2 separate regions of the Mus musculus genome follow, and region 2 is linked to region 1. The links are chromatin contacts, called in public ChIA-PET maps. All regions are on one chromosome and are shown on one strand. The core of a region is the stretch at or near the end of the contact, and the rest is flanking DNA. Distances in the headings are between cores, read along the strand shown. Region 1 overlaps Thada (thyroid adenoma associated). Region 2 overlaps Thada (thyroid adenoma associated).

Region 1 (5,006 bases), core at 1,151-3,650:
AGAGGTGGCTAAGGGGGAAAAGGCATTGCTGCCAAGGCTGATGGCCTGAGTTAGATGTCTGGAACCCAGATGGTGGAAGGAGAGAAATAAATGATCTCTGATCACCCCTGTGTCACGCAGACACAGTTCTTAGATGTTGAAAGTAGAGAAGTAGTTGAGAAAGACGCCTGGAAAGAATCCTTTCTGCACACACAGGTAGATTACAGTTGTGCACCACCATACATGTGATGGTGCTCCTTCATGGTAGAGTATGCCAGCTGGAGGATGTGTGCATCTCAGAATGACGGTGGAAGCACTGTAGGGAACCAGCAGACCTGCACCTGTACAGCCACAGCACTGGGCTGTCCTGAATCCTAGGTCAGAAGTAGAAGACAGGGTTGAACCTCCCTGAGATTTCTCTACCTGCCAGGCCTTGAATACCATTTCCAGTTGACTCTGACCCCTTAATGTCTCAGTGACTCACAGGGAGGCAGTAAGGTCAGTGCAGTTACAGAGCAGTAGTCTGCTCGGGTCACAGAGATAACAAGTGACAAGCTATGTACCAGACCCCACTAGGCCAGGTCCTTAGCACACCAAATCTGGGCCTATGTAGTCTCAGGCTGAACTGGGACTCAGAGCCAGGGCTTCTCAAGCACTGTTCTAAAAAGAAAATCTAAGCTGCCTGCCTATGGATCTGCTGTACAGGTCCAAAGTTAAAACGAGCCAGGCATTGAAAAAAGAAAAACATCTCATCTACTAGGAGGACCCCAGCTCCAGTGTGTGTTGATCTGTTCTTGTTCAGTAACCATTTTCAACTGGTAGGTGTTGTTTTTTAAATACCTGACTTCATAAGCGGTAGCTTTCATCACGTCATTTTCTCCAGCTCAGAGGGGATACTACATCTTCATAGCACCTTCTCCCTGTTTTCACGTCAGTAGGATAGATGTCAAAGGCTTAGGTTATCTAGAGCATGGCAGGGCAGTTTTGTCTTCTTGGTCCTCACACAGACTGTGGTGATATGAGTAAGGGTGGCCCGGAGACTCTTGTATTTGAATGCCTAGTCGTTTGAGAAGGATTAGAACCATAGGAGACCAGGCTTTGTTGAAGTAGGTGTGACCTGGTTGGAGACAGTGTGTCACTGGCAGAGGGCTTTGAGGTTGTAAAAGCCCACAGAGGGCCGGGATCAGGATGGAAAGGTCTCATACACTGTGCCCGAGTGCTTCCGTGGCCCCTTCCATGACCATGATGGAGTAGTCCTCAGAAGCTGTAAGCAAGCCTCCAATTAAATTCTTTCTTTGGGTGCTACAGAGATAACTCAGCAGTTACGAGCATTGACTGCTTTTCCAGAGGTCCTATGTTCAATTCCCAGCAACCACATGGTGGCTCACAACCATCTATAAAGGGATTCCATGCCCTATTCTGCTGTGTATGAAGACAGCGACAGCAACAGTGACTATGACATAGACAGAGCCTCTGTCACAGGTTTGGGGACTCATTCTGTTACAGATTGCTAATTTCTTCCTACCCACAGTAGTCCATCATTTTTTGGTTTTTGTTGTTGTTGTTTTTAGTATAATGTAGCTGCCTAATTACATGCCTAGTAGAAAACACCTATTTTTCCCCTCCCCAAGGCCCAGGCAATTAACTCTCCATTCTTTACTTTTCTAGGCAAAATCCATGCCTGGTAACCAGAGCTGTGTATATTGATATTCTCTTCCTGCTGACTAACTGCCTGGACAGACCTGAGGAAGGCAAGCAGACAGGTATGACTGGCAGTTCTCCCTTGGAACATTGCAGGTAGCGTTTTGGGTAGCACACACACCCACGGCTAAGTGTGAGACTGACTCAGAATCTGTGTGGCTCTTTCCTAGAAGCTCAAGGAGACCTGCCCTCACATATGTTCTATGTGATCATCCAAAAAACGAGTGTGAATCCAACTCACATACCTCTGTGTTCCCAAGACCTTGACCTTTTGCTGTTCTGTGCTTTTCTTTGAAAATGTCATTTTCTGTAATGGTTCATCCTGTTCCATCCTATAGATAGCTGAACTGGCTCGTCCCTTGGTGGATATTTGAGCCCCTGTTCTCAATCTACCCTTCACCAGTTCATGTAAGAGTTCCTCCCTCAGGCTCTGACTTCATACATGTCTCTAGGCTATTTGATTCACAAAGTGAAGTAAAGAGAGAAGGATGTCCCAAATAAAAATAATTTGATATGTTCGTGTAAGAAAGAGGCCTCAGAAAGTGTACTACATGAGTTCCAGGCCCCAGGCTGAAATGTGTTCTCACATCCAGCTGGAACACAGGACAATGAGCTTGCAGCTAAAGCCCCTCCTAACTGCTTAGGAGTCTAAGGAGGCTGCACATGGAAGTCAGGTTCCGAGTACACACAGGCCAGGCCTTCTCTTGCTGGAATTTAGCCTAACCATGAGTCGTTACCTTCAGTAAATATGTCCAGGCTGTCAAAGTCCAGCTCTGTCTAAATGGAGCTCTGTTACCAAATTCAAACCAATTGAAAGTATTTGTGGAAAGGGCATTGAAATGTCTCACCCAGATTAATGTGTTATTAGCTCACAGAGCCCTTGTGGCCATGCAGAGGTAATCAGAACACATAATCCTCTCCACATCCAGTAGTATAAGATCATGTTGCTTTATGGGAGACGTTTCCTGGTTTACCCAGGCATTGTGTCTCATACCTGTAATATCAGCACTAGAGAGGTAGAGACAGGCTGGGCGTGGTGGCACATGCCCTTAATCCCAGCACTTGGGAGGCAGAGGCAGGCGAATTTCTGAGTTCGAGGCCAGCCAGGTCTACAGCGTGAGTTTCAGGACAGCCAGGGCTATACAGAGAAACCTGTCTCGAAAAAACAAAAACAAAAAAACAAAAAAAGGGGGGGGGGGGAGGTAGAGGCAGGATGATCAGGAGTTCAAAGCTATCCTCAGCTACTCATTGAGTTCTAAGCCAGCGTAGGTTACATCCTATCTTCAAAAAAAAAAAAAAAGCTAACATTCTAACTTGTACCTTTCATCTCAACATAGTTATGAATATTGTCCCACCTATATTCTTTAGACTATCCAGGTCTGTGTAATAAAATATAGGTCGTTCTAGCTGTGTGGCATCTACTTTAGTTTACACTTGAGTTAACTGGAATCCAGCGATTATAAAAAGAACAAAACCCAGATGCTAACAAGCAAGCTGTTCTAGACTCTTGCCTTCTGATCTTCTCCTCAGATTCCACATCTGCAGATGTGACTGGAAGGTCTGCTTACAGCCTCCTCACTAGGACACCCGCAGAGTTGTGTGTTTGACTGAAATTGTTGGACAGTGGGTTCTATTCATATGGAACCCTGTTCCTAAACTCTAAGCCATCTTAAAGTGCTTTGCAGGGGCCAAGGACATGTGCAGCCACCTCACCCAGATGTGCGTTGTGTTTAGTCTGGTACAAAAGGGTCAGCCCTTGGATGCTGTGATGCTGTGCACCTTTGCTTCCCCAGCTTCTTTCTCGTCCTTTGTCTATGAACCCCATGAGGATGGATTTGGGGACTCTTTAATCATTCTATCCTCCAAACTCTTTCCATCAGTAAGAGCATTTGCCCCAGTTAAATGGCATCACACACCGTCTTCACTATCTCACTCGCACACATCACTCTTCTTAGCATCCTTTATGGAGTAAGACTTGGTGGGAACACAGCATGTGCCTCTTTCTCTAGTGTGACAGTCATGGCTCGACGTGTGCTGTACTTGTACTGCCCAGTGAGATAGAAACAAGCTCAGAGGTGGCACATGAGCGTGTGATGTATGTAGCTGCTCTAAAGTGAGATGTTCTGTAAATATAAAATGTACAGCAGATTTCACAGAATTCCAGCACTAGGGAGGCCAAGACAGATTTAAGCCCAGCCTGGGCTACCTATCACAACATGTCTATGAAATACTTAAAAGGCAGGGCGGGTAATAGCTCAGAGAAGATAGGCACTTGCTGCCAAGCTTGACAACCTGCTACTGATCCCCAGAACCCACGTGCTGGAAGCAGAGAACCAACCTCTGAAAGTTGTCTTCTGACCTTCATAAACTTGCCATGGCAACTCATGTTCACACACACACACACACACACACACACACACACACTCAAGTAACTCATTAAAATAGAGTTCAAATGTTAAAGGAAGAATTTTTTCAGCCGGGCAGTGGTAGTGCACACCTTTAATCCCAGCACTTGGGAGGCAGAGGCAGGCGGATTTCTGAGTTTGAGGCCAGCCTGGTCTACAGAGTGAGTTCCAGGACAGCCAGGGCTATACAGAGAAATCCTATCTGGAAAAAAAAATTTTTTTTTCAAAAAATGTTATGCTGATTATTTGTTGGAAAGGGAATAGTTTTGGCATCATTGCATTTTTTAATTTATTATTAAAACTAATTTCATGAATTTCTTCCACTTCTTAGTCAAAATGTAAGGAGTTCTGTGTATAGCCTAGTGACACATTACATACCCAGCATGTGCAAAGGCCCAGAGCTCGATCCCAGTAACCACAAGACAATTCAGATGCAAGTACTAAGGCAAGTATAGTGACTCACAGCGGCAGCCGAGGCGCCAGGAAACCAGAATTGGAGAACTGCTGCAGTTTAAGGCCAGCCTGCTCTACATAGCAAGTTCCAGGCCAGCCAAGGCTATATGGTAAGACCTTGTCTCAAAAGACAAAAGAAAAGATGGTTTACTGCTAAAATAGGAAGGAGGGAGGTAAGAAGGAAAACAAAGCTATCACTGAATGCCTGTGCTTCACTTTGTCATGGGGCAGTGCAAAGAGGGAAGGCAGGGGTCCAAAGGTTTAAATTCCATACATAAGCCATAAAAGACATGGTGTCTGTGTATATCGTGTTCACACATGCCTCTGTGTGTGTGTGTGTGTGTGTGTGTGTGTGTGTGTGAGAGAGAGAGAGAGAGAGAGAGAGAGAGAGAGAGAGAGAGAGAGAGAGAGAGTGTGTGTGTGTGTGTGTGTGAATGTTGTATTCATAGAATGTATTCATGTAACTGT
Region 2 (5,006 bases), core at 1,452-3,951, 110 kb before region 1:
TGTGTATCTTAAAATCAGTGAGTATTTTGTTGCTTGGATTCCCCCGTGGAGGAAATGTGTTCCTGGGCTGTTCATCCCAAGACTCCCCACCCTCACAAGGCGCTTTAGGGAGCCTGCTGGTTCTTTGCCCAGCCATTGGAACTTAGTGGGGGAAGGCTGAACTCTTTTTGCTTTGTTATGGTTTTGAGTCCTTAAATGTAATTGGAGAAATAATGACAGTATCCTTGGGATTAAACAAGTCCAATGGATTTTAATTTTCTTGACAAACTGTAATTAAGAAATTGTTTGGGGAGATTTGCTCTCTGAGTAGGATTAGCTCACCTATGTTTTTCATTTGGAAAAAAGTAGGTCTTGCGTTAGAAAGCAAGGTCGGAGGAGTCGTCTCCAGTGCTTTATGCAGTGCAGAGAAAATACGTCAAGCTGCCAGGTGAAACGTTCCTCAAGATAGGAGAAAGAGGGAAGCAGACAATTAGAATACGCTAGGGAAAGGATTCTCTTTATCCGCTGTACCTGCTTTTCTCTTCAATTCTGGAAGGCTCTGCCAGCAGGGCTTTTTTCACCCCTATTCTTGTCCTGCCAAGAGTTGCATATTTTTGGCAAAATGTTCATTACTGGCCAGGAGTACACAAGAAAGCCTTTGCCAGAGAATTAAGCAAGCAGAAGTCTGTCAAAACAAATATTCTAGCTTGAAAATATAGTCCTGTAGGGGGAGGAGTGTGTAGTGGAGGAGGCCAGGGCATGCTCTGAGGCTGAGTATTCATTTCATAAGAATTCTGTGTTCTGAAAGGCTGCTGTTTGCCAGTGCTGAAGGAAGCAGGGCTGTGGTACATAAAATGTACTGACGAGCAAGGATGGGTTCCTGGGGATGTGGGGTTTGTTCTTGGGTTTGGTTTGCTGCTCATCTGATGACAGCCTTTTCTAAGAGGGAAACGGTTTGATAACAAATAGCCTTTTAAATTAAATTTAAGAGGTATTTAACAAAACTCATGTTTACATGGAAAAAACTCTGAGGCCTGAGGATATTAAGAACACATAAACAAATCCTCACAGAAACACCAGTCCATTTCATAAGCATTTATTTGGCCAGGAAATGCCAATTTCATATGACTCCAACTTTAAAAGTATTCATTATTGATTCTAAAAGCAAAACTTGTTTTTCCCCCTCCATTTGTTTGTTATATAAAAAATTATTTTATACATGAAGAAGAGTATAGATTGGATAAACGCAAGTGTATTTAGATTCCCTCATTATGTAGATACTCAGGGCTGCTACTTAAAAAGTTATGCTCTGAGTTGGAGAAATGTGTTTATTTGTTAGCTGACGTTTCTAGTTGGACCTGCTGGGGTTGGGCATGGGTGCTAACTGTATTAACTTCAAGAGAGATAGAAAAAAAGATTGCATACAAAATTGGATTTTAGTTCTAAAGGATTTCCTGATGGAACATCTACTTGCTGCTGACAATAGTTTCTAAGAATTTTTTAAAAAAATAAAGCATGCTACCTTGTAATATTTCAATAAATGTTGTATGTGATAAAGTATGTTAAAAGCCGGGTGTGGTGGCGCACGCCTTTAATCCCAGCACTTGGGAGGCAGAGGCAGGCGGATTTCTGAGTTCGAGGCCAGCCTGGTCTAAAAAGTGAGTTCCAGGACAGCCAGGGCTATACAGAGAAACCTTGTCTCAAAAAACAAAAAAACAAACAAACAAACAAAAAGTACAGTTAAAAACATCAATATAATATTAGTAAAATACACATCAGTTCTTCCCTCTTCCTGGCAGAACTTAGGTCTGCTGCCTAAGTCACTCAGAGGATACGTGCCTGAGAACAGAGCACAGGGGAAGTATTTCTGCCCTTTGAGTCTCTGACTTGATCCACTTTAGTTACTGGAAGAGAGGTTAATTAATGTAAAATTTCTTTAGTTTTAGTAATTCAGAAGATTAAAAATCTTTTGAGGGCTTCAAAAGATCATGGTGCACCATTGGAATTTGCCTTTAGTAAATGTAACATTTGTTTTCTAAAGAATTATAACAACATACTTAAATTCCAGAACAGTAAGCAAAATAGCTTAAGTTCACTGACTTGAAAAAACATTCTTTTATACTGCACGGTTCTAAAATAAATACTTAAAAGAAACAGAGAGCAAGCCATTCTATCTTGGATTTCATTTTCCTTCAGATAGAACAGCTAGAACAAACATTCTTGCTAGTTAGCATTGCCTGTGTTTTTATGAAGTTAATAACTAAGCTGTCAATCACGCCCTATATAAATACGGAGGTTGAATGCTTTCTGCTTCAGAAGCACTTTTATTTACAAGAGCTGCCAGCCAAGATTTCCAGAGCACTCCACGGGCTGTTTGCTTTGATCTGTGTTGAGGGCTGGTCTCTTTATACCTGTTGGTTTGCTCTTTATGATACCTTTGTGTGATCAGGTATTGGGAGAGCAGATGTGCAGAATAAACAGAGGGGAACCAGAGCTCAAGAGAAACCATGTAATTATGCACCAACAGCTCTAGAGCAGAGAATATTTTCCCAACTCCACTTAGCTGCTGTTATGACAAGAGGACAGATGTCATGGTGTTCACCCTGGGGAAGCTGGAGCTTTGCTTTAAGCAGCCACTTTTTATGGAGCGGTGTGCATACTCTGACTACAGCTTGCAGAGGTGGCGCAGGCCCTCCCTCCCACGCCTCTGCCTTTGCCCTTTTCTCACTTGCTCCTTCCTTGGGGAATGTTTACCACATGTCTCCGACCAAATAATCAGCTCTCTGTTGGGAGAACTACCTTTGAATTTTCAACTGGAAATGTGCCTTTTCACGGTTAAGGCCACTTTCAAAAACAGAATAGCGTTTTGGTGGGTCCCTCTGTGGCTTTGATTTAGAGTTTGTCCAGTACCGTGGGGAACTGAACACTGAAGGCCTTTGCACCCCCAGTGCCACCCCCATAGTCTTCAGTGAGTGAAAGAAGGGCAGAAAGGAAGAGGAACTGCAGTGCTTGCCTCCAAAATGACCTATTCTGAGGGATTTCTCCTTTTAATTAAAGCTGCCTTAGCATTTCCCATGACGTAATTACATTTGCATATTACTTTCCTCTAGGAAACTTGATGTTTGAAGTTTGTAACTTCTGGTTTTGTTTGAAACTAGAAAAGTTTTCCCTGTGTGTTTTAAACTAGAAATTTTATCATCACTTAACAATGCCTTTGGAGGGAAGGTTGGTTGGTTTTCAGGCCCTCAGAGGGTTCTCTGTGCATGGGCAAGTCCTCTTCATACTCACTGACCGTCTGGGCCAGCACTTTTCCCTCCTGTGACACTGGCATGACTCGGGTTTTCAATGGAAGGGCGCCAGTGCTTGGCTCCAGGGTTAGAAAGGAGGCCTTTTACTAATACGTTTTCTCCTTGCTTTCTGCCCAGAAAAGTTCTAAATCTCGTATTTCCAACAGTTACTATTGCAGTTTGTTGGGCTTCTGGTGTATAGCTTTTAAATATTGCTGTCTCTGATAGTCAGCAGAGGGTAAGTAATGCCCAGGTACCCGGTTGTAGCAACCTCCCTTGGGTACTTGCAGAGTAAAATTATTTGGTAAATGTTAAGGTAGATTAAAGCTTGGTTTTGAACCCGGTTCTCCTGCAGAGCCTTGTTGGGGAGCAAAGAAGTTGCCAGGAACCAGCACAAACTAGCTCAGCTGTAAGGCTATCTATAGCCTGTGTTCAGGCAGAAGCCTCCTAAGAGGTAGGAAAAGGCTGACATCACCTCTGAGCATCTTTAAGCCTTAGTTGTAAGTGGAGCTACAGGACAGCCAGAGACCAGGCCAGAGGAGCCAGAAGCAATTACAGAAGATGGGCCATGCTGCGAATACCAGTGAAGAAACTGCTGCTGCAGATGTGCCAGGGATGGTGGGGGGTAGAGGTGGGGACCCTCGAGCCGCTTAGTTGACCGATCCTGCCAAGTCCCCCCCAGTGTTTTTATTTTACATTCATTCAGGGTTCAAGCCTGTAATTAAATTTTCTGAACAAAGGACCTATTAAGTTACACCATCCAGATTGATGACTGACAGTTCTTCCTTCGAGGTACACAAGGAAATCTGTAGTGTGTAAAGCAAAATACAGACTGTAGTGAGGATTGAGGAGGAGGGTGTTACAGCGGACAGCAGGGTCGCCGCTCCAGCCCTTGGCCAGGTGTCTAGGTTTACCCTAGGATCTAAAACAGTGTCGGTGATAGGCCTTGTTCAGATATCCAGGAAAAATATGTGCATTTCTAACTAGTAGTGTATTGTTTTTTAAAAGCTCTCTCTGGCCAGTTCAGTGGCTCTGTGAGTAACGACACCAGCACGTGTGATGCTTTTGTTTGACCCCTGGGAGCTATGGTGTAGAGAATCCACTTGTACAGGTTCTCCTTGGGCCCTCACATTCTGTGACATATGCAGGCACACCCGCAGACACAAGCACACAACACTCACACACTTAAACAGTTATTTCTTCAACAGTTTAACTTAATATTATTTTTTGAAATAGGGTCTCCTATGTGAATCCGGCTGCCTCTGCCTCCTGAGAACTGGGATTAAAGGTGTGTGGCACCGCTCCTCCCAGCCCTAAATAAAATGTAATTTTTAAAAATCTCTCTCCACTTTTGTGTAGGCACCATATACTTGCTTAAAACATTTTCGCAGTGACCCACACACAATTTATGATGTTTATTCTTGGGCCCAAACTTAAGGCAGCTTCCCAGACTTGGAGAGCTCAGGGCTCAGCTCCATTAGCTTGGCATCTAGGCCCTCCACATCCACACCCATCCTGTCCATTGTTCCAGGCAAGCCAAAGGCATCCTGGCCTCAAAAGCATCTATGCTATGCCTTTTATTAAAGGCTTTCTCCTCCCCTCTAGCCTCCCAGCCGTCCTAGGAGAGGGAAATCCTTGCTGACCTTTAAGACCAAGCGTTATCTAAGCAGCACATGGGCTGACAGTGTCCTGGTTTACCCCAGCTCATGTGTGCTGAACCTTCCTGGAGAGCTTCTCTTT

The links. ChIA-PET counts read pairs in DNA pulled down with a chosen protein or histone mark.
Region 2: a contact with region 1 is called in an H3K27ac ChIA-PET map of liver, with 4 times the contacts expected there. The contact joins two enhancer-like sites. A contact is called at or near these places in 30 of 484 Hi-C or Micro-C datasets (the 3T3-L1 cell line, 3T3-L1-derived adipocytes, the C10 cell line and 20 more), 9 of 115 datasets of contacts at active chromatin or transcription factors (the HPC-7 cell line, astrocytes, bone marrow-derived macrophages and 6 more) and 2 of 9 other capture datasets (adipose tissue and liver).

Annotation. Positions count from the first base shown.
Region 1 is chr17:84,249,070-84,254,075 of GRCm38.p6, reverse strand. It overlaps Thada (thyroid adenoma associated), which reads left to right. Exons shown (of 38, transcript NM_183021.3): 31 at 1,648-1,742. Among named protein-coding and RNA genes, the nearest start is that of Gm24492, 36 kb to the left of the region's middle. Within about 2 kb of position 2,400, at least 10 of the 459 cell types and tissues checked have an H3K27ac peak or open chromatin away from gene starts, as enhancers often do. A contact at or near this core is called in liver and rod photoreceptor, where this site is marked.
Region 2 is chr17:84,363,511-84,368,516 of GRCm38.p6, reverse strand. The region is part of intron 26 of Thada (thyroid adenoma associated); the gene reads left to right. Among named protein-coding and RNA genes, the nearest start is that of Gm24722, 25 kb to the left of the region's middle. Within about 2 kb of position 2,701, at least 103 of the 459 cell types and tissues checked have an H3K27ac peak or open chromatin away from gene starts, as enhancers often do. A contact at or near this core is called in liver and rod photoreceptor, where this site is marked.